Regions from separate parts of the Sus scrofa genome. Here region 1 is linked to region 2. Evidence: chromatin contacts called from public promoter capture Hi-C data. All regions are on one chromosome and are shown on one strand. Each heading gives the region's core, a stretch centred on a gene start, on an enhancer-like site or on the middle of the called end of the contact. The rest is flanking DNA. Distances are from core to core; before and after follow the strand shown.

Region 1 (4,905 bases), core at 1,297-3,796, 530 kb after region 2:
AGGCAGGAGGGAGAGACTGTGAGAGAGACACTAACAGGGGCCAGAGCGGTCCACTGGCCGGGGTGGGGGGCTGCCCGGGGGAGGAGGCTCTCCGGATTGAAGAAGGCAGGGATGGGGCAGGAGATGAGCAGGGCAAAACCGGTGGAGGAGCAGGGACCACAGGGTGACCAGGGATAAAAGAAATGTCACCCGCTGAGGTCTGGGGAGCTTATCCGAGCTTAATGAGAGTTAACTTGAATTTCGTGCTAACGAGAGCAGCCTGTTGTGGCCTATCAAACATACATTATGCATCTGCTTTAATTATTAAGTAAAAGGGCACATTGACCAGAAGAACAAAATGTCCGTGCCGGAGCTCCCGCCGTGGTGCAACGGGATCAGCAGCAGCTTGTGAGCACTGGGACGTGGGTTCGATCCCTAGCCCAGAGCAGTAGATCTGGCTTTGCTGCAGCTTAGTTCGAGGCTGCAGCTCAGATCGGATCGCTGGCCCTGGAGCTCCATACGCCACAGGGCAGCCAAAAAATAAAAAAAAAGGAGTTCCTACTGTGGCTCAGTGGTACTGAGCCCGACTAGTACCCATGAGCATTCGGTTTCGGTCCCTGGCCTTGCTCTGTGGGGGAAGGATCCAGCGTTGCCGTGAGCTGTGGTGTAGGTCACAGACGTGGCTGTGGCTGTGGTGTAGGCTGGCAGCTGCAGCTCCAACTCTACCCCTAGGCTGGGAACCTCCATAAGCCACAGTGCAGCCCTAAAAAGCAAAAAAAGAATGTCCATGCTAAAGACACAAATTAAGCGCCCCTTCCGGGGATACCAATGCCCTCCTCCTTCGATGATAAGCCCCTTCCCAGGCGCCAAGGCCCTGGGGTACGTCACGGTCTGTTTGGTGTTTGTTTGTTTACTTTGGGGACTTGTAGAAATTTATCCCAGAGTTAGTTCATGTTCTTTGTTCTGACAAGATGCAAAACTGTGCTGAAACCCATGGTCTCTGGGACAGTCCCTCAGAGGAATCTGGAAAGCTGTCTTCTGGGCTGTAGTCCTCCGTTTGGCTCAAATAAAACTTTTTTCTACTCTAATTATTGCTTATTGATTATTTCCCCCCCCACACACACACACACACCGGGAACTGTAAGGAGATTAAAGGGAAAGGCCTCCATCTGTTACACCTCGTGTGTGTAAGTGGCTTGGGGCTTCCTCCCCACAGGCAGCAACCCTGAGGTGAGCCCAGCTGGCAGGTCAGAGGGAGGGGAGGAGACACACCTGGCAAGAATCCCAACTTAGGGAGTTCCCTTTGTGGCTCAGCGGTTAATGAACCCAACTAGGATCCATGAGGATGCGGGTTTGATCCCTGGCCTCACTCAGTGGGTTAAGGATCCGGCGTTGCCATGAGCTGTGGTATCTAGGTTGCAGATGCAGCTCACACCCGCTGTGGTGTAGGCTGGCAGCTACAGCTCTGATTCGACCCCTAGCCTGGGAACTTCCATACGCCGCAGGTGCAGCCCTAAAAAAAAGCAAATAATAATAATAATGGAATCACAACGTCCAGCCATAACATGGCTCACAGGACGGCCGGCTCTGCTGACCGCGTCTTCCCACCTTGTGGGCACCAGCATGGGAAGCCGGGACTCAGGCTCTGAGTCCACCGGGAGGTGACTGGCTGGCCAGAGCCCACACGGCCAAGGGGCAGCGCTCACCGCTGTGGCTCCAAATGTCTGCTAAGACGCCCGAGCCTGTGCTGGGGCACCCAGAAACCAAGCCCCATCAGTAACCCCACTGCACGGAGGAGGAAGCTTAGGCCTGAAGAGGTCCAGCACCTTGCAGCGCTCACAGAACTAGCAGGTCGCGGAGCCGGAAGAGGACCCGGAAGCCCGACGCGGGAGTCTACACCCGGGAGGTGAAGAGCGCTCGCGCGTTGGGCAAGAGCCCTGGCACCGCGGTGGGCGTGGCCTAGCGGAGAGGGGCGGGGGGAGCCGCGAGGGCGGGGCCGGGCCGGGCCGGGGCGGAGCCGGCGGCCTCCATTGGGTGCTTCTTTGAGTTCGTCACAGGACTGCCAGGCCAGACTCCGCCCAGGCCCCGCCCCTCCGTGGGGGTTAACCCCGCCCCCTCCGGCCTGGGCCCTCCTGCCCTTTAGGCTGAGGCCCGCGGTCAAGGCGCGGGGCCCAGACGCCTCTGCCCCGGCGCGCGGGGGCCGCTCTGTTCCACACTCAGGCCAGAGGTCAGCCAGGGGCTTTTGAAGCCCTTGGAGCCACACTCGCGGGCATTGTCAGTTGCCTGTTCTTTTTCTTCCTAGCAGCTTTACTGAGGTGTAACTTGCAATTCCTCCATTTAAAGCGCACAGTTCTGCGGGGTTTACCCAGAGCTGTGCAGCCATCGCCACAACTTAATTTAGGGCGTTTACATCCTCAGTCCCTCTCATCCTCCTCAGGCTCCGACGGCGCTGCGCTGAGAGACCTGGCCGCCAGGGGGCGCCGCGACCCCGCCCTCAGCTGCGCCTGCGCCGACTCCGCGCGCGAACCCCAGAGCGAGCCCGCCGAGCGCGCGCCCGCCCCGCGAGTGCGCCTGCGCGGAGCCCGTGGCCGCGCCCGCTCCCGCCGGGGGCTCGTCGCTGGGCGGCCGGGCCATGGGGGAGGCCGAGGTGGGCGGCGGTGGCGCGGCGGGCGACAAGGGGCCCGGGGAGGCAGCCACCAGCCCGGCCGAGGAGACGGTCGTGTGGAGCCCCGAGGTGGAGGTGTGCCTCTTCCACGCCATGCTGGGCCACAAGCCCGTCGGTGAGCGGAGCGCCGCGCCGAGGCCGCGCACCCGCGTGGGGGCGGGGCGGCCGGCAACGGCCGGGGGCGCGCGCGGGGCGGGCGGGGCGGGGCCTCCTGCGCCTGCACCCCTGCACACCCTGCCCCCACCTGCTCGCCCCTCCCCGGCCTGCTCCTTGCAGTCCCCTCCCCCGCTCGACTTTGCCCCCTCCCGCCCCCACCCCCCCACGCCGGCCGACCCCTGCCTTCACCTGCACCCCTGCCCCCTTTGCTCCTCCCCCACTGACCCCTACCTCTTCCTCTCCCCCCTTGTACCTGCCACCAACCCCATTCTACCCCCGCGCCCTCCAAGCACTGCCCCCGTCTCCCCCTGCGCCTTCTCCCCTCTCTTCCCCTTGACCCCCACGTCTGTTCTCCAAACTACCTGTCTGCCCCCACGGGCTGACCCTTTCCCCCTGCAGGTGTGAACCGGCACTTCCACATGATCTGTATCCGGGACAAGTTCAGCCAGAACATCGGCCGGCAAGTGCCCTCCAAGGTCATCTGGGACCACCTGAGCACCATGTACGACATGCAGGCACTGGTGAGCTGGCCCCCACCCTCCCCCAGACAGGTGGTGGCCGAGAGCCCCCTCCGTGCGCCTCCCTGCGTCTACACCAGGCCCTGTCCTCAGGGAACTTGACGTCTGGGCTGCCCCGCAGGGGACCAGTTGTTCAACAAGGTAGCTCCGAGCAGTTTTACAGAAAACACAAACCTAGTGACGGTAGCTGGTTATCACATGGCACCTACTTGCAATTGAGGGGTCAGTTAGGACCTGGCCAGGAGACGACTGAGGAGCTGAGGCCTGTGGGAGGGGCTCTGAGGCCATTGTCAGTCTTACAGAAAGTCCCAGAGTGCTGTAGGCAGGGAGGTGGCAGGGTCTGAGTCAGGTTAAGGTGACACTGGTGACTGCTGGTAGAACCAGGCAGGCAGGGACCCGGGCCTCACGGAACCCCCCCTGAGCCATGTCGTTAGCGGGGCAGATGAACTAGGGGAACAGGGTGGCCAAAGAGACCAGTGGCGTTCCCAGCAGAGGAGCGGCAGGTGTCAAGGCTCTGTGGCAGCAGGCGTTGGTGCATCAGAGGACGCAGAGGAGGCCAGGGTGTCTGGAGAGTGGGTGGGAGCCGGGTGGCAGGTGCCCGGTGAGGTGGGAGCCTGTGCTGGGTTAGGGAAGGCTCCATCTCCCCTCACGCCCCCAGGCGAGAATTGGTGCGTGTGGGCAAAGGGGGCAGCAGACCCCCAGCCGTCTGGGTCCAGAAACCTCACTGCCATTCCCTCCCTTTGGCCTTGGGCGTGGCACTCACATCTCGTCCTGGTGTAGGGAGGAGAGAAAGGTGACCACTGTGTCCTGGGACCAGCGCCTGGCCTGCAGTAGGCATTCTAGAAACTCGAGAACTGGCCGCTAAACTACACCAGGCCCACCCAAAGGGCCATGCCTGCTGGTCAGGGCCTTGCCCTCCGTGAGTTCCCGGGTTCCACAGCTTGACTGGGCTCGCATACCTGTCACACTGTGAGGTCACCTGGCCCCCAGGCACGTCCTGAGCCCTGACTGCTGGCTGGACCCAGAGATCAGAGTGGCAGGGTCCCCGACCTGGGGGAGGCAGATGGTTCTTAGGCACGCTGCTGGCCCAGAGGATCCCATGGCTGTGACCCCAGCACAGGGCCCACGTGACACTCAGGGAACTGCAGCGGGGGCACCCAGGGCTTTCAGCCCGGGACAGTGGCCCTTCTCTCTTTTCCTCGCACCCTAGCATGGCTGTGGGGCTGACGTCACGGTCACCTGGGGCCTTGAACCCCACCCGCAAGGTGCCGTGGGCGCAGGAACCCTCGGGTTTTGAAGCTCCTCGATGCCGATCAGCACGTTTACACGCTGACCGCCTGGTGATGAGCACGGCTCCCGAGTGTCTCCTGATCGCCCCCAACCCTGAGTCCCTCCTGCCAGCTAAGCTCTCCCTTCGTCCCATGGGCTGCGTCTCCACCGTCTCTGTCCGGTCCGGCAGGTGCGAGCTGCCAGCCAGGTGGAACACGCTGAGCATCGGCGGTGCCTGCTCCCCTGCACTCACCTGCTTCCCACCCCGGTGGCCCGCCCACATGGGTGAGACGGGAGCCCCATGGCCTTTCTGCAGGG
Region 2 (5,322 bases), core at 168-2,667:
GCCCTGCAACTTCCTGGACTCCCAGCTGGGGCGGCACACACCCGCCGGCAGGCAACGCAGCCACTCACCTGGGGGCAGCTGGAAGTTCTGGACGTTGGTCGGGTTCTGCGGCGGCTGCGGCAGGCGTGGGGCTAGGACCGTGGGCGTCAGCGTGGCCCGGATCCCGCCGGTGGTGACCGAGGGCGTCCTGGGCAGGCTCTGGGTCACCGCGCTGGCCGAGCCCTTGGGCAGCCCGGTGGGAGTGCCGGGGGCCGGCGGCGGGAGGCCCGCGGCGGCGGCGGCGGGCAGCGCCCCTTGCATAGTTGGCCCGAGGATCATGCCGGCCCCCGCGCCGGCCGGGCAGCTGGCCGCCAGGGTCTGCGGCGGCGGGGGCGCCGGCTGCAGCGCGGTCTTGGGCGAGTCGGCCTTGGCCACCTGCGCGGGCGCGGCGGCGGGGCCGGGCTGACTGTTGGCGGCGGGCGCCGGGGCGGGCGCGGGCGCGGGGGCCGAGGCGGGCGCGGGCGCGGGGGCCGGGGCGGGCGCGGCGCTGCCCCCGTTCTGAGCGGCCGCCGGGGGTCCGGCCGGGGGGCCGGGCGGCCGGGCCAGGCTGGCGGCGGCGGGCGGCGGCGGCGGCGGGGCGGCGGCGGGCGCGGGGGCGCGGGGGGCACGGCGGGCGCGGGGGGCGAGGGGGCGCGGGGCGCGGGCGCGGCGGGGGCGCCGAGGAAGGGCGGCGTCTGGATGACAGTGGCGGCGGCTGGCTTGGGCGGCGGCGGCGGCGCGGGCGCGGGCCCGTTGTGGAGCAGGCTGACAGCAGGTGCGGCGGCGGCGCGGAGCGAGTTCCCCAGCGCGGCGCTCCCATTCAAAGTTTGCGCGGCGCCGGGGCCGCCGGGCGGGCCGTTGCGGGCGGCGGGCTTGGCGGCGGGCTCGGGCGCGGCCGCGGCCCCCGGCGCGCAGGCCCCGGCCGCGGCGCCCGGCCCGGCCCCGGCCCCGGCCGCGGCGCCCGCGCCGGCCTCGAGCGTGTTCAGCTTCGCGGCGGGCCCTGCGGGAACAAGCGGGCAGCGCGGTGAGGACACAGGCCCGGCCGGCGGCCGCCCGCGCTCAGGCCGCGCCGCGCTCTACCTGCGGGGGGCGGCTCCGGCGCCGCTGCGGGCGCGCCCTCGGCCGGCACGGCTCCGGCTCCGACATGGTTCCCGAGCGCGCCGGCGGCCGCGGCCCGCGCCTCGGGCGCGCGGGGCGCGAGGTGGTGGTGGTGGGCCGCGCTGGCCGCCAGCTGCGACTCGAGCGAGCCCACCAGGTCGCTCACCACTTTCTCGTCCACCTCGCTGTTGAAGAAGACCTCGTCCAGCAGATCCGAGCCCGCCGCCATCTTTCCTCCTCGGCCCGCCGCCGCCGCCGCTCGGCCGGCGCTGGGCGGGGAGGAGGCTCCGCGCGGGCAGGCGGGCGGGCGGGCGGCCGCGGGGGCGGGCGGGGGGCGGCGCGCGCCGGGCGGGGCGGGGGCGGCGGTCGGGCGGGGGGCGCGGGCGTCCTGGCGGGGGGAGGGCGGCGGCGGCGCGCTGCGCAGGCGCGGCGGCGCGCCCGCCCCCGCCCGCCGCCCGGCGCCTCGCCATTGGCCGCGGCGCCCCCCCGCCCGGCCGCTCGGCGCCCGGCGATTGGCCGCGGCGCCTGCTTAAAAGGCGCGGCCAATGGCTGCGAGCGGCAGAGGACGGGGCGCGGGGCGGGCGGTTGGGGTGCGGAGGGCGAGTGGGCGGCGGGCTCCGGCGCCGGTGGGCCGGTAGGGCTGTGGGGGTCTCCGCCGCCAGGCGGGCCGCATGCCGACAGCCGGGAGGATGAAACGGGCGGGGACCGCGGCCGGGGCCTGGTGGGGCGGCGGCCGCGATGACTCGCTCTTTGTCTCCGCTCGCTCCAAAATGGCTGCGGTCGGAGCTGATGGGAGCTCCAGGCAGGCGAGGGAACGGGGACGCCGTGTTCCCCGGACCCCGGTGCCCCTTAGCGCAGCCGCCGTGACTCGCAGGGGCAGGGCGCCTCGGGAGGGCACGGGCGAGGTCCGGGGCCCGGGGCCGCCGGGCGACCTGAGCGCCGGCGCCACTGCTGCGGGCCGGGCGCGGGCCCGTCCTCGGCTGGCGCCCAGGTCTGCCCGAGGCCCGGCGTCTCGCGCGGTGAGGCCGCTGCTCGGGCGGCGGGGCGGGGCGGGGGGCGGCGCCCAAGGCCGCCGGAGCCGCGCCAGGGTGACTCACTTCATCCGGCGGCGCGGCCCGGGACGCGAGTGCCCTAAATTACTGGGTGAGACGGCGGCGCCGGCTAGGACCCGCAGCTCCTGTAGGGAGCCGTCCGCCTGGAGCTGCTCCTCGGGTCCTTGTTTTCCGCTCTGTCCTTTTGACAAAGTAAGTTGTCGAAAAGAACCGTGCGAGCACCTTCTCTATAAAATGAGTTCAGGTAAAGTTCTCTCCTGTGTTTTTTGTGTTTTGTTTTCACCGGAAGATGGTATTCTGGGACATCCCTAGTGGTTTCTTTTGCTCCGCTTTTTTGGGGAAACCCAGAAAGGCCTCCCATCTCCGGCTCCTGCGGGCGAGGCCGCGCCGCGGTCGCCCAGACCTCCGCACAATGAGGGACGCTGTTGACACAGAAGGGTTCTTTTCTGGCCGCCTGAACAAAGGAGCCCGCCGGCCCCCGCAGGCCCAGCTCGCGGGGCGGGTTCTAGACAATGAGCGTGGGGCGTGGAGCCTGGAGAGGGGCTTCCCCGGGGGACGCAGCAGGGGGAATCCCTGCAGAGGGAAAGTCGGGATATTGCACCCCAGCTTGGGTACCCAAAGACGGGAAAGGAAAGGAGTGGAACAGACCTGGGGTGGGGACCTCGCGGCCCCACTGCGCCTTGAGCCCAGCGTGGGCGGACAGCCTGGTTTTCCAACCAGAGCAGAAATGTGCAAAATCTCCTGAATCATGCAATCGTCCAGTGTTGACAACCCCTTAAAAAAGGTTAAGGTAGACCGAGCAAAAGCGTCAGCAGGCTGACTTCAGCCCCAGGCGCGACCTGCGTAGTGGGGAACCGTCTACGCGCTCAGATGGGATCGGGGGTAGCGCCAGGCAGATGACTGCATGCCCGAGACGGCAGGGCCGTGAGACTGCGGACGAGGTGGCCCCTCACGTCCGCCCCTCCAGCCACTGAGCTTTTCAGCCAAGGGGGCTGGTGGTGCCATCTCCGGCCACGCCTGTTTCCCCACGGCCTTCTCCGGAGGCCTGCCAGGGCCCCCCCGCCCGCCCGCCTCGCCCCGTGAGTGCGTCCCCCGCCACCGGCCTCCGCGGGCGGGGCTCAGCGTGCGCCACCCCGCGCGGCTGTGACATCACCCCCAGAGGCCTCCGGGGCACCCTCCAGGCCAGCAGGAAGTGTAGGAGGTGAGGCGACGGTGCGCCGCCGGTCCCCAGCGCCCCTTCCAGGGCTTCGGTGCCCCCCTACCCCCCCTCAGGAAGGTGGGAGCTGCAGACAGCTGAGACGGCTCCCCGCGGGTGGCCGCAGCAAGGCTCGCCCTGGGGGGGGGGGGGCGGGGGCGGAAGCCACGTGGCTCCTCCCCTCCTCCTGGTGGGGGGCGGGGACGTGCTGCCAAACTGTTAACCTTGGGTTCCCTGGGGACGTGGAGCATTTTCTTTGAACGTCTCCGAGTGGTTTTACTTCTTTCCACAAGCAGCTGCGACTTTTGCCGCTTGAAACAAAAATCCCACCCAGCATGAAAAGAAAACAGGGACTCGAAATGAGCGTAAATATAAGCCCCGGGTTTTAACACAGAAAAATGTTTGCCGTACCGCGCGCAGAGCGCAGAACCCCGGACAGGGCCGCCTCGCCACCTGCAGCCGTGCGAATGTGCAGCACCGGGAGCTGTGAGGGACGTTTAGGCTTATTAAGCAGGGTATGTTTTCAATAGAATAGAGACGGCATCAGACGCTCCCATAAACATAACCTGCTGTGTTCCTGCCGTGATGCAACGTGGATCCGCGGTGTCTGGGGAGCGCGCTGGGACGCAGTTTCCACTTCCCGGCCGGGCTCCGTGGGTTGAGGATCCGGCGTTGCCCACAACCTCGGCTTAGGTCTCGACTGCGGCTCCTATCAGTTCCCTGGCCCAAGAATTGCATATGCTGCGGGGCGGCCGATAGTACTAATAAAGAATAAGGATAAACCACGGGTCGATTTCAGTGTTGCTCTGGCTATGTGAAAGCTACTCAATGTTTGTTATGTCACCGATGCTTTTGTTGTCTCCCAGAAATCTTCATAATAAAAGAATTTCCAAAAAAGACTGTCAGCTGGTGGCCCTGCCCTGTCCCCAGTCTTATTCACCCGGCCCCCTGCCCCAGCGCTGCAGACTGGGCTGTGTGTGCAGGGTCAAGTTTGGGTCCTCATCCCAGAGGGCAAGATCAGGAAGGCAGAACCTTCGTAAAGGCAGGTTCATTGGCTTGTTAGGCGGGTCATAACGTCACCACTAACGGGGTTGAAATAACAGAAAGTGTATTGGCGGGAGTTCCCCTTTTGGCTCATCGGGAATCAATCTGACTAGAATCCACGAGGATGCACGTTCGATCCCTGGCCTTGATTAGTGGGTCGGGGATCCGGCATTGCCGTGAGCTGTGGTGTAGGTTGCAGACATGGCTCGGATCCTGCGTTGCTGTGGCTCTGGTGTAGGCGGGCAGCTCTAGCTTGGGTTGGACCCCTAGCCTGACAGCTTCCTTATGCTGTGGGTGCGACCCTAAAAAGCAAAAAAAAAAAACGTTATTGGCACGGTTCCAGAAACCAAAAGCCCACAGTCAAGGTATTGGCACTGTCACACACCTCTGGAGGCTCGAGGCGAGGAGCCGTTCCTGCCTCTTCCAGCATCTGGCGCCCCAGGCATGCCTCCCGACTCTGCCTCTGTAGTCACAGGGCCTCAGCCTCCTCCCTGGGTCCTTTTGGATTTAGGGTAAACCCTAAATCCAAAGTGACTTAATCTCAAGTTCCTTAACTAACTACATGCACAAAGACTCTTTTTCCAAATAACGTCACGTGCGGGTCTAGGTGGACGTGAACTTGGGGACATCATTCACCCCAGTACCCCACATGCCCGGTTTGTCGGTGCTGTCATCTGCCCGGGTGGCACCAGTCATAACCAAACTGACCCACCCGGTGCTCCCTCTGCCCCCGCTGAGCCTGTGCTGCAGATGAGGGAACTGACGCTCGGGAAGATCCCGTCCTTGGCCCAAGGTCTCTCCTACTGGAGACGAAAACCCAGGACTCCAACCCTAAAGCCGTAGGCCTGGTGCCGCTCTTTCCAGGCTGCTGTCCACGCAGCCCCCATCTACACAGCCCTTGAGCACCACGGGTCA

The links. Promoter capture Hi-C pulls out the DNA fragments that hold promoters and counts their contacts.
Region 1: a promoter capture Hi-C map of liver shows a contact between it and region 2, with 5 times the contacts expected there. The contact joins the promoter of MRGBP here to the promoter of TAF4 in region 2. A contact is called at or near these places in 1 of 5 promoter capture datasets (liver) and 1 of 2 datasets of contacts at active chromatin or transcription factors (alveolar macrophages).

What each region holds. Positions count from the first base shown.
Region 1 is chr17:62,055,855-62,060,759 of Sscrofa11.1, forward strand. MRGBP (MRG/MORF4L-binding protein) reads left to right here and starts at 2,547. Exons shown (of 5, transcript XM_021078245.1): 1 at 2,547-2,759; 2 at 3,200-3,321. The coding sequence starts at 2,612.
Region 2 is chr17:61,528,546-61,533,867 of Sscrofa11.1, forward strand. TAF4 (transcription initiation factor TFIID subunit 4) reads right to left here and starts at 1,418. Exons shown (of 17, transcript XM_003360050.4): 1 at 1,055-1,418; 2 at 648-1,052; 3 at 69-645. The coding sequence starts at 1,345.